Linked DNA regions of Danio rerio: region 1 is linked to region 2. The links are chromatin contacts, called in public HiChIP or PLAC-seq maps. All regions are on one chromosome and are shown on one strand. Each heading gives the region's core, a stretch centred on a gene start, on an enhancer-like site or on the middle of the called end of the contact. The rest is flanking DNA. Distances are from core to core; before and after follow the strand shown. Region 1 holds the start of rps17 (ribosomal protein S17). Region 2 holds the start of chrna7a (cholinergic receptor, nicotinic, alpha 7a (neuronal)).

Region 1 (6,538 bases), core at 1,773-4,272, 430 kb after region 2:
TTTTCCTCCATTTCTTGGGTCCAGATAGACCAAAAAGCACTTTTAATTCCTTCCCCAACCTCCCGCTGACCTGCAGACAGCCACACTAATGTATGCTGCTCTCTGATTGGCTGTAGGCGATCACCCATGTCATTTTCAGTCAGAACACATTTCACACGGCATGATTTTGCTCCAGATATTTAGCAGCTATTAAATATCTGACGGGTATCGGCAATTTTCTTAGATCATGTTTTTGTTAGTTCACACTTTGTGATCAAGTGTGACGAGCACCGATTTGCCTGTGATTTCAGGCATTTGTCAACGATTTCTCAAAACCGGTGCTAAAATCATGCAATCTGAACTTGTCATAAGGTGATACTAGCATCATGTAAAGAATGAAAATGAATGTTATTTAAAGATAAATAAAAACATGGGCAATGTTAGCAGTGCTCAAGTTTGAAAAGGTTCTTGAAGAGATTTTTTCCCCACATTTTACTATTATTGCACCCTCAATCTGTTCCAAACATTTCAGTTTCTTCCTGCTGTTAAACACCAGCAATGTTATTTTGAAGAAATCTGAAAACCTGTATCCGAAACCACATACTTCCAAATTATATAGTACGGTAAAAACAGTATGCGAGCCAGGCTATATCACAGTGTATTATGATTGTGCAATAGCCACATATACGACTATGAAGTAGAGCAGGATGTCATTCCTACCAACAAATGTGCGCTTCATGTCTAATACGAAAGTGAAAGCATGCTGAAATATTACTGAGTGCTGTTCATCCGTTAGGAAAATTGACCAAAGTTACCATCTGATAATTTTCCATATTTTAATCGGTCCCACTTTATATTAAGTGGTCTTAACTAATATGTACTTACACAGAAATTAATAGTTCGTACAATGTACATTGTGTAAATACATGTATTTGCTGTGTACTTATGCTTGATTAAATACATGTAATTACATCTGTAATTAACTTTTGTTATTACATTTGTAAATACACTGTTGACCATCCCTTACTTATTAACCTACCCTTAAACCTACCCATGCCACCAAACCTGTCCATAACCCAACCTCTATCCCAACTCAAACGCACCACAAGTGTTCTCAAATACATTATAAACACAGTAAGTACATTGTATTTATTTTTTGATGTAAGTACATAGTACTTAAGGACACAATATACAGTGGGACCTTTTAATCTTATAATATATCGTGTTGGACCTGTTGTAATGTTCATTTCTGCACTGACAGCTCAGAAAAAAATATCAACATTGATCTGCTTCATGATCTGGTGCAGACTCTGTTCATTTGTTATTTCTCTCTATAATTTAAGCCTATATTGCATAAATCTAGCCAACATTTCTTTAATAGATTGATTGATTAAATAGATAAATTCTTTTGAAACTGAAAAAAAAAAAAACTGAAATGAGGCTCTGTATAAGAGTCCGACCTCTCTGATTTATATTTGGTGACTATGTCAGCCGGTGTCAAAATTAAAGTGCACATTTTCACTTATAAAATATTCTATACACAACTGGTCGAAAGTTTGGGGTCAGTATGATTGTTAAATATTTTAAAATAAGCTTCTCCACCACACCAAAGCTGCATTTATTATATCATAAATACAGTACATATTGTTAAATTGTAAAATGTTATTGCACTATAAAATAACTGTTTAAATGTAGTTTATCATTTAATTCATTCCAGTTATTTTAAAGATGAATTTTCAGTTTCATTGACCCAGTCTTTAGTCACATGATCCTTTGAAAATCACTCTAATATTAATTATTGTTGTTATTAATATTATTGGTAATAGTAATAAAAGCAATAATGACTGGAGTAATCATTTTATTTTAAACTAAAGCAGTTATTTAAAAATTTTAATAAATATTTAACTGTTTTAACTTTTTTTTACATTTAACAAATGTCACCTTGATAAACGGAATAATTTTCCTTGAATATCAAATAAATGAATAGAACTGACCCCAAACTTTTGACCGGTAAATAAATAAATAAATAAATAAATATATATATATATATATATATATATATATATATATATATATATATATATATATATATATATATATATATATACACACACACACATTTATACTTTTAAACTCTTAAATATATATATTTATTATTAATTGTCAGTTGTATTTACAAAAAAAAATGTTAAGTTGAATAAAAAGGGTAGGTACTACAATTATATTTGGCTTTTGACACATTATTTAAAATACTGTATGCGCATAAAAAAATTGCTATTAACTTTTATTAACTTTTTTTGGTGGGGCCTGATAACATTTTGGCAGGGCAAGTTACAATCTGAACCACTGGCCTAGTAGAAAAAGATTCTAAGCGTGGAACCCTGGAATGGCTTTCACTCACCCTGCGATTTTGTTTCTCAGCGGTTTGCTGGGGATGATGGCGATCTCCTCACACACCCGCTTGTTAATGTGGAAGTCATTGCCCAGCCGGGTATAGTATTTCTCAATGACCACACGAGCCGCTTTCTTCACCGTCTTGGTCCTCACGCGTCCCTGTCAGCCGCAAACACACTACAGTCACTCTGGATATCAGGACATTTCTGTACTTTTTTTTTTTAATTTACTAACGGTAACATGTTATTAATCAGACACGAACGCCTTAGTAAGGTAGCCCTGAGAGGAAGTGTGCGCTACTGATGACTCAAGCTGTTGTTTTAAGACAAGTTTTTTGGGGTTTAAACGTTTCACATGTTAAAAGAGTCACTCGTAGCACTTGAATACGCGAATAATTCAACTTAATATTGTCTAACGTTACATTTCTCAGACTTTAACATCTGAAGCTGCTTCTGTTGTAGACCGGAAGACAACCCGAAGCTGTTTTTAACATCCTACATAACATCTCCTGCCAAACGTTAAAATACTTTGTATACGTGGATCTTGAGAGTCTTGACAAAACATTCTGGTCATTTATAAAAACGTGAAGAGTTGATGAAGTACAAGATTTGAAAGGATTGACAGGGATTCACGGTACACACCATTTTGACTTGGTTTAGAGGAAAAAGGGTTTAAAACAGTACGGGGCGGAAGTTTATAGAGCTCTTTCGGAAGTGACATAAAAGTCCGTAGACGAGCTCCATCACCTGCTTCAAATCAACGGGAAAAAAGAAAGAAAAAGCGTAGTTTTGTTAACAGACTTCGCTAAATACATGCTTCTTACACCACTTATCAATTCAATTTGAAGCACATTTTAAGCTTCCAGCACTTCACAACTTTGGAGAACTGTATATGGACAATTCTTCAACTACGGGCACTTTTAGCTTTGTGTTAAGTAAAAAAAAAAAACTTGTTCAAAATTAATGTATCATATCCTCATAAGTTTAAACAGTTTGTCTAGTTTTAAGATCTGTTAGAGGACAAACTTAGATAAGAAGAGAAATTGTTCATATTTAACATTTTTTCCATCGTGAACTGAAGATATGTCAATTCCACCACATCGCAATATTTCAAGATTAGATCATTTATAGCAGTCAAACACTGTCTAAGATCATTTTTGTATCTAGTTTAACCAGTCTTTCCACAATGTTTATAATAATTATACATTTGTCAATTAAATAAATTAGTTGTATGCTAAACTGGACTCCTGTCACACTCTAAAATTGAATACTAATTTGGTTAAGAGTTTATTAGAAAATAAATAAACTGAATTTGTATATTAAATAGAGCATGAACTCATACATTGTGAATACACTTTTAATGTGTGATGAGAACTTTTATAAATAGTTTTTATAAATGTGTGTGGTGATGGAAATGACAGTGGTGGAAATGACATTTCAACAGTTTATTGTGAAAAAAATTTAAACTAGCTTCACCGATTAGCTTTGACTTGATATAGCCTTTCATGTATACAAAACAATCTTATTTACCTTCATTTTGTTTGGTTTTTAAAAACAACTTTGAAGGTACAACATGTTTGAAATGACGTAGAATAAATGTATTTTCTTATCAAGCAATATTTACCTTGATTTTTCTTCAAGTGTTGTAGATGAAAATTTAAATTCCCTCCATCTTGAACATGTGCTCAGATGACTATTGATTTTTATAAAAACCACCTAAATAATCGCACACAAACTTTTTAAAGCGACATTACAGTGTTGTGGTGGAAATGACACTGGTACTGTGAGACAGCTATGTTTTGTATAAAAAATAATATTGATAATAGTCTCACATTAATAACTATAAAATATTTAAATTATTTCACTAGTGCTTCATTAAGATACATTAGTGGATTCCAGATAAATAATATTTTAAAATGTTATTTTCATTGTTGAAGTTTAAAACTCTGGGTGTGCGACAAGGCAAAAACAGTGATTTTGAGACCTAAAAGGAGGTTGAATAATATAGAAAAATATATAATAGAAAGGTAGTGCATTTTTTAAAGTAGGTTTTATTGTTAGTTTGACAAATTTTATATATATATATATATATATATATATATATATATATATATATATATATATATATATATATATATATAAATTTGGATAAATGTCAAAGGACATAAAAGTGCCCAATGTTAAAGAGTTATATATATATATATATATAATTCTTTAACAACGTTTAAGAATATTTATTATATTATATAAACCTTTACACACTTGCAGGTAGAATAAGTGTTTTGAAATATGTTTTTGTCAATTTTTGCCATATTCTTTCATTGAATGGATGTGATTTTGCCATGTCCCACACTGCTCACTGCACTTCGGTGAGTCTAAAAAGTTGGTAAATTAGATCAAATTAAAAAGATTTTTAAATATTCTTATTGTCTTTACCAAGTTATTTAGTAAAATAAGTCATTTTGATCGTTTTTATTTTGTTTTCATATTATTATTAACCATTTTGCATGTGTCTTTGTGATTGCTGTCCACCCTCTCATGATGTGGTAAATGCCCTTTTAAGAAGCCCTCTGATGTACAGGGTAGGCCATTTGTATGGATACAACTTAATAAAATGGGAATGGTTGGTGAAATTAACGTCCTGTTTGATGGGTATTACCGTACCGTGAAATTCTGATACCGTTACATCCCTAATATTAGATGTTGTTTGCTTTGTCAACACACCAACGTCGAAATACTCATTTACCCTCTTTATTAACAATTTATTTAAATAATGAATATTATAATTATTTAATAATAAATGATGATATAAATGTATCATTATGAAAGCAACAACTACATTTTCATGCATTTTATCCAAAATCAAAGAACTTTTGAAAACACTATATTCAAATTCAAGCAATTTCAATGATTTTTATTACTGATATTTACCCTGTAAACAAAAGTTCACCATGTAGCCAAACTCGCGCTATATTATATAAAATGAGCCGAATATTTAACAGTCAGCTCATTTAAAAACACATTCTGCACACACACACACACACACACACGTTTACACTTTTATAGGGCATTATGCTCTAGATTTTTACAGTTTTTTTTCTCCATAACTGTTGATCTCCTGTCCATTTATAACACTGATTTGCCTTCCCTTTTACACATTACAACATTTTCATGTAATTTCAACAGCACAAAACCCCAAACTAATTTCATAGCATGTGCATGTTGATAATTTATAACTCATATCAGTAGCGAAACGCAGCCAAACTTCAAAAAGAGCTGCTTATAGTAAAACAAATTCAATTATCCCAAATTATTCCATGGCACAAACAACTGAATTTCATACACCATAAATAAAATAAATATGTAATCTGTAGTGTATAAATACACACTGCATGATCCTCTAAAAAAGACAAACACGCACTCGCCCAGAGTTTAAGAGACATTTTCTTTTATTTTACATAAAAAAGGGTGCAAACTTGAGTTTCCCTTTAAGAGTGGAGGGAATAAAAATTTAATTCGAAAGGTTATGTATGGAATTTTATATGACTCCTCAGGAAAATAGGCATTTTAAATAAGATTAAGATTAAGGCCTTAATCTTTCTCCAAATTAAAAACAAAATATATTTAGAGGTTGAGAGAGAGAGAGAGAGAGAGAGAGAGAGAGAGAAGAGAAAGAGAGAGAGAAACAAAATGGGTCCATCACAGTTGAAGCCCTTGACAAAGTAAAATCATCGAAGTACATTGAAGCAACATTCATTTTTCAACACAATAAATTCATAATACAATGAAATTTAAAGTATCTTTTTTTCTTGTAAGTATGACCAGAACAAGAGAATGACTCCTGCAGAACTGTACAATTTAGTTTTTAATAAGCCTGAAGTACTGAAACATCCTTACAGAAATGAACACTACAAAAAAACGTGAAAAAGAGAAATATTGCAGTGCTTTCCTACCAGACTCTTGTAATATAATCATTCCGAGGTCATTAAAAAAAAAAAGAGCAGTTTAACCAGATTGATCTGTTCATTAAAAAAGCAACACCAACAACAACAAAAAAAAAGTTCAACAAGTTCCCAAATTAACTCAAAAGTTGAGACAGGAATGATTACAATTGTTTTGAAAGATCGAGAGGGGAGGGGGGGGAGCTATGTAGCAGACACAATGGA
Region 2 (6,520 bases), core at 2,497-4,996:
GTTTGGCATGCTGTCCAGGGAGAGAGCTGCTTATGAGATCCTTAAGCCCAGGCCTCTTTCTCATTTGCAGGGCGAGTTTGAGCTCAGGTAGATCACGATGAGCTCTCCCAACTTCTTTCTAGTAAATGACAGACATAGGATGGCTAAGGAGAGATGTACGCTTGCTAAGAGCTTGGCTATGGTATATAGGTTGCGTGTTTTTGGACTGTTAAGGGAAACCAGAGAACCCGGGGAAAACCCACAGGAGCACAGGGAGAATGAGCAAACTCATTCATTTATTCATTTTCAGCTTAGTCCCTTTATTAATCTGGGGTTGCCACAGTGGAATAAACCGCCAATTTATCAAGCAAATGTTTTATGCAGTGAATGGCCTTTCAGCAGGAACCGGACCCTGGAAAACATCCATACACACTCATTCACACACATACACTACGGCCAATTTAGCTTATCCAATTCCCATATAGTGTACTTGTGGGGAAACCGGGGTACCCGGAGGAAACCCATGCAAACATAGGGAGAACATGCAAACTCCACACAAAAATGCCAACTGACCCAGCCAAGGCTCCAACCAGTGACCTTCTTGCTGTGAGGGAATTGTGCTACCCACTGCGTCACCTCGTCATTCAGAGTGAGCAAACTTCACACTGAAATGTCAACTGGTGTAGTAGGGACTTAAATCAGGGACATTCTTGCTGTGAGGCAACAGTGCTAATCACTGGGCTGCTGTGTCACCCATCTAAAAAAAGGAGGGGCAGTAGGGGTGTGTGGAGGGAGGGATTCTTCAAGACGAAAAAACTTAGATAAGAAACTCTTATTTATAGTGAGTTAGTGAGTTAGAAATCATCTGATTGGTGAATCAATTGTGAGCTGATGCAGGACCAGCTGTGATCAATCATAAGCACGTGATCCTCTCGAAATTAGTTTATAATTAAATTTCACTTAGCATGCGGTGGCTTTTAGAAGTGTGAGACCACTCTATTTGGAGCACAGCCAAGATAGTTCTTAAGGTCATAATACTAAACCACTTTGATAACAAACCTTGACTAAGAGACTTTAGAATGACCAAAACAACATTTAAGATGTGCAATGTGGTCAGCCTGCTGGTTTGCCCGTTAATGTCATCCCATTGTGCCTATTTTTGTCATCAAATGATCTGTTAAAACAAAATCACATTACGTTTTTCGATGCACGTGCAGAAATGTATTCAGGAAATGGGTTTCATCATACGCTGTTAAAAAAATGTTGCGTTCAACACAACTCTTTCATGTTGTCCCAACACAAGTCAGTTAAGTTAACTTAATGGTTTTTACAAATTTAAGTAGATTGAAAAAAAAAATTACAAAATAATTTATACAAAAAACTCAAGAATTGTGTTGTTTCAGCACATTTTAAATTGAACAAATACTTTTTGTAAATATCTTTTTGGAGTGTTTTAAAGTTTTTTTAAATGTTTATTTTACTTGTGCCCATAAGATTCTTATACACATTTTCAATATTTATACGCATTAGCTATATTTCCATCCATTCTGAAAAGTGATTCAAAAATGATTCCTTGAATTTAAAATTTTTTTTTAAAGCAAATTGGTTGTAAACTATTTATTTGGGCTGATTTTATACTATTTATTTATTTAAATTCAGCACAAAAAAAATAGGTTGCAACAGTTTTGCAGACATAATTTTTTTAGTGCACCCAATGCCTGCTGCTTTCCAACATTATTTAATATAACTTCACTCAAAAAAATCATTGTTGCTGCTTGTTCAAACTACCTGTCTTAAATGAGCTAAAACAATAATTCTTTAATTGTCAACCCTGTATTGTGTGGGATTGTGTTATGAAGAGGAAATGTTGACAATAAAATTATCTTATGTATTTTTTGTAAGGGAAAACACTGTAAGAGTTTTTTCCTCACTTAGTTAAAAATTTTAAAGAGTTTCAGGTAAATGTAAGAATGATTTGACACACTCAAAAATGGAGTTTGCTGTTTGTTCAAACTACTTATTTAAAATGAGCTGAAAAACAATTATTCAGTTTTTGGAGGATAACTTTGTTCAATTCACATAAATTTGTAAAAACGAGTAAGTGACTTAATTATTTTGAGTTGCCCCAACACAAGTCAATTGCTTGTAACCTAGCAAGGATTTGCTCATGGGTTTTATTTACCTACAATTGGTTGAAATAACACAAATAAAATAAGTTTAACACAATTCAAATAGGTTAAAATAACTCAAAACAAATAGGTTGAAAAGTTTTCCTTAATTTATTTACACACTCTAAAACACCACAGTCAGCTCTATCAAATGAAATGAGTGTAATTAATTTGGAATTAATTGCACTCAGTTTTGAACTCAGTGTTAGAGGTATAAAGTTAATTAAATACCTTATTACTTCAACCTAAATGGAGTAAGTTCACAGTACTCGTATAGATTAGTTTTTAACCCAAACGGTTTGTAGCAATCAGTTTCCTCAAACAGTTTGAGTTGCCTTAACTTATTGGGTTTTACAGTACTCAGTTGGTTTGAGTTCTCTTCATTTATTGGGTTTTACTGTACTCAAAATGCTTTGTTTACTCAAATGGATTAAGTTCACAGTACTCATTAGGATTAGTTTTTGAACTGAAATGGTTTGTTGCAAACGGTTTCCTTAAATAGTTTGAGTTACCTTAATTTATTAAGTTACAGTACAGAACAAAGAAACTCAAGTTTGGAACAAGTGAAGGATGCGTAATTGTTGACAGAATTTTTTTATTTTTTTTTAACTTTTTTTTTGAAGGGTGAACTATGCTTTTAAGTATGCATCTAACTTATCTAGACTAATCTGGACAAATACAAGGCAATTCATAATGATTCTAGCCTTTTCCCCTCATAGTTCAATCACTGCCTTTTCTCTTCTAGCAGGACAAGGGATGTTCTTGTAATCGAATTCCCTCAGGATCAAGTCTATTCATAATCGAATTCCACAAAGATGCCCTCTAGATTACATCAGGCATTTGATTCATTCAAAAAGGCACCTGTTATTCATGAGAGATGAATTCAGAAACTAGAGAAGCAGACTCTCTTGACAGTATCAGAGACACTACTGTATAATGCACACAAAGCATCCAGTGTACAAATTCAGTTTAGGGGGCACTAATGAGATTGCAGCCAGAGACAACTAATTAATGGACTGGTAACAGAGCAAAATCATAATTATAAAAGCCACAGCCATTAAAAAAATTAAGATAAAGAAAAAATTAAGAATGAATTCAAATAGACTGACTCTTGAGCAAAGTAGAATTAGACCACAAAGTATATGTTAAAATTGCTAATGTTAAACTGCCAACTTAAAGCCATGACCCAGCACAAAAAACAAATCGCACTCATTAACCTCAAATTCTAATCTGGCTAGTATCCTCATATAAACAAGCCTCAAAACATCAATTTCATTTACGTCACAGCAGAACTTGAAATAGATCTGAGCGGATATGCAACACTTCAATCAGAAAACACTGAATTGACATGCAAGAAACTTTGATAAAGCATTAAAAAGACAATTATTCAGCAAAGCTCATGGATATTTCATAATCAAATGTCTAAATGGTTCCTTACCTCTCCATAGGCAGCATGTGGTGGTAAAATAAAGAGTATATTCCCAAATTCCCATCTTCCTATTTAGATTAAATTGCAGAAATTAATAGAAAAGCTGGTGTGGTGATATAGGTCTTGGTGTTATGAAGAGTCTCTCTCAGCATCCCACGGGCAGAAGGGAATACAGTCTCATGCAGCAGCATCAACAAAAGGCATGAAACCCTGCCCCCCCTCTCTCTCGCTCTCTTTCCCTCTCTCTCCACTCTCACTTTTATGGTTTATCTTGCTACCATTGATATATTGCTTTTAAATTAATTTTACTCTAGCACAACGTCCGAAAGGAATGCTAATGGTTTTTCCAATGTGATGTGGATGACTGGTAAAGGATTTCAATAGCAATCAAGTCATAAAAGGAATAAATTAAAACTAAAAATACATTCAAAAAGAAATTTAGCATATTGATTATCATCTTAGTGTGCCAAATGTATACCAGAAATTTGTTCTTTCTCCTAGGACTGAACTAAGTAAAAAAAAATCCTATGTGGAATGGGGATAGTTCACCCAAAAATGAAAATACTAAGCGTTTACTCACTCTCATGTGGTTTCAAACCTTTATGTATTTCTTTCTTCTGCTAAACTTTAAGATATTTTAAAGAAAGAAGAAAACCTCTAACCGTAGACTTCCTATAAATACTATGGAAGTCAATGGTTACAGGTTCCCAATATTTTTCACAGTAACTTATTTTGTGTTTAAACGAGAAAAAATACATTTAAACAGGTTTGAAACAGGCAAAATGTGAGTGAATAATCATAGAGTTTTAATTTTGGGTGAACTATACCTTTAATTTAGTACAGTGTCTGAACTTTAGTTTTTCATTAATGCTTACAAACACTAATTATAGTTATGCATGACTTTGATCGTGGTTATCCAATTAATACTTTTCCTGGCAACTTCAGTGCAACAGTGTTTCATCCTTTAGGCATTATGCTTTGACTTCCTTCCCCATGCTGCATGATTTGGGTGGGAGATATAGGAGGAGAGACTTGGCAAATGCCCCACTGCACTGAGCATCCAGCCAGATAGATTCAGCTCTGCAACTTGCTGCTCAGCACATTGCGAAACAGATGTCTTAAAGGTGCACTCCGTTCTTTTTTTTTATGGTTGTTTATTGGTTGTTTGTTTTTTTTGCTCACGGAGATTAGTCATACAGTATAAATAGACATGAATTAAGGTTTTAAAATAATGGTGATAAAATATTTTCATGTAGCAGGGGTTTGTTCTTCGTACCTCACTTAGTGATGTTTTATAAACAAATTTCGGGAGGAGCACGATCCGTATTTGACGAGGCTAATTCATCACAATCATTCTATTATCCAATCAGCTCAAGACCAAACCCCTACAAATAGTTAAAGACGTCATACCTCCATTTTCTCTTGACTTTAGCATCCCTTCACCACCCCAACTCCACATTATTAAACCTGATACCTATTTAAATCTGAGGGAGGAGTGTTCTGAAGCCGGGCTAGACACTGCGCTCAGACCCTATCTCTCTCTATCCTGATAAGAGGAATACCACAAGTTAGGGTGTCTTCCGAGCTCAGAGCCCTCTCCCCGGACAGCTTGCCGAATACTTATATTTTATTTAGTCAAATGTCTGTGTGTGAACCCATGAAACCAGTCTACATTACTTTGGCAGATCCTGGGTCTTTTAATCAAGATAACTGGCGCAAATTCAAACTAAAATTTGTGTGCAATATTTTTCTGTTGTGTCATGGGTTAAATGCAATGTTTCCTGAAAACTGTGTGCAAGGGTGAACATGGTAGTTTGAGATATGTATTGTTTTGTTTGGTGGGTATTTCTAAAAATCCAGACCGATTGGCAGTAAAATGAGTATAAACAAAGTCCCTTTAAGGCAAGCCATTTTACTCCGTGGCCATTTTTAAAACATCTACTGTATACTGAGCTAATATAGTGAATTAACCATCTCTTTTTTTCATCAATAACACAAAACAAGATTGGCAAATGGCCAACAAAATGGGTCTAAGATGATATAAGCCAATTAAAGCTTTTGGAAGACTTTTTTTGTCTTAAGAATTCTAAGCAAATCCACACGATGAAGTTTTTTTTTTTTTATATGAGCGTTAAGGCAGGTTTGGGAATATAAAACAAATTTCAAGCACAAAGGTAATAAAATGCTTAACATAAAAGTGAAAAAGAAAATACATGGTTTTAAAAGAACATATTGTTCGACGTTGTTCCATTTAAAAATATTGTGCAAAATTTAGTTAGTGATACTCAATAACATTCCACACTTATTGTAGGCTGTTTGTGCAGGCTTTACACTTTTATGTGTACTGACGTAAAGTAATTTCTGGGGATCTTCATCAGACACTAAACCTCACAGATGCCAAAACTTGAAATACTTGTCCTCACAAGGAAAGCAGGCATAGGAGCCTGATGCTGAAAGATCAGTGTAAATCCATGCCTAAATATGGCCAGGGTCATTCTAGAACAGGCAGAGAAGTGAGTGGATGAAACTCTGGAGGATCCAACTCAGAAGAGTAGAGTTGATGTTGCATCTGCTTTTATAGTCCTGTATAATAAGATAGAGAGATGATGAGTCTGTTAAATCATCTCGCCCTGTGTACAGTAGATTTTCCAGACCAGTTTTGGGAAAGTAATTTTTAAATGAAATATATTATGTTACTTCTTTTTAAAAAGTAACAAAATTTTACTTTTTAAAGACAGTAGTGGTCTACACAACTTTTGCATTACTTTATATTTTATTTAGGCTAGGCTGGCTTGTTTTAAAAAAAAAAATAAATTATGTATATTTATTACATATTATATATATTTATATATATAATTTTTTTTTTAATTCATTAATTTTATGTACAAAAAACAAAACTTTCTGAATCCCATGAAAAATATAAAGTAACATATTGTTTTGCAAA

Evidence for each region. HiChIP or PLAC-seq counts read pairs in DNA pulled down with a chosen protein or histone mark.
Region 1: a contact with region 2 is called in an H3K4me3 HiChIP or PLAC-seq map of embryo, with 5 times the contacts expected there. The contact joins the promoter of rps17 here to the promoter of chrna7a in region 2. A contact is called at or near these places in 2 of 4 datasets of contacts at active chromatin or transcription factors (caudal fin and embryo).

What each region holds. Positions count from the first base shown.
Region 1 is chr7:69,051,032-69,057,569 of GRCz12tu, forward strand. rps17 (ribosomal protein S17) reads right to left here and starts at 3,023. Exons shown (of 5, transcript NM_200845.1): 1 at 3,015-3,023; 2 at 2,381-2,532. The coding sequence starts at 3,017. It also overlaps a transcript of csnk1g1 not described here.
Region 2 is chr7:68,620,028-68,626,547 of GRCz12tu, forward strand. chrna7a (cholinergic receptor, nicotinic, alpha 7a (neuronal)) reads right to left here and starts at 3,747. Exons shown (of 10, transcript NM_201219.2): 1 at 3,586-3,747. The coding sequence starts at 3,640.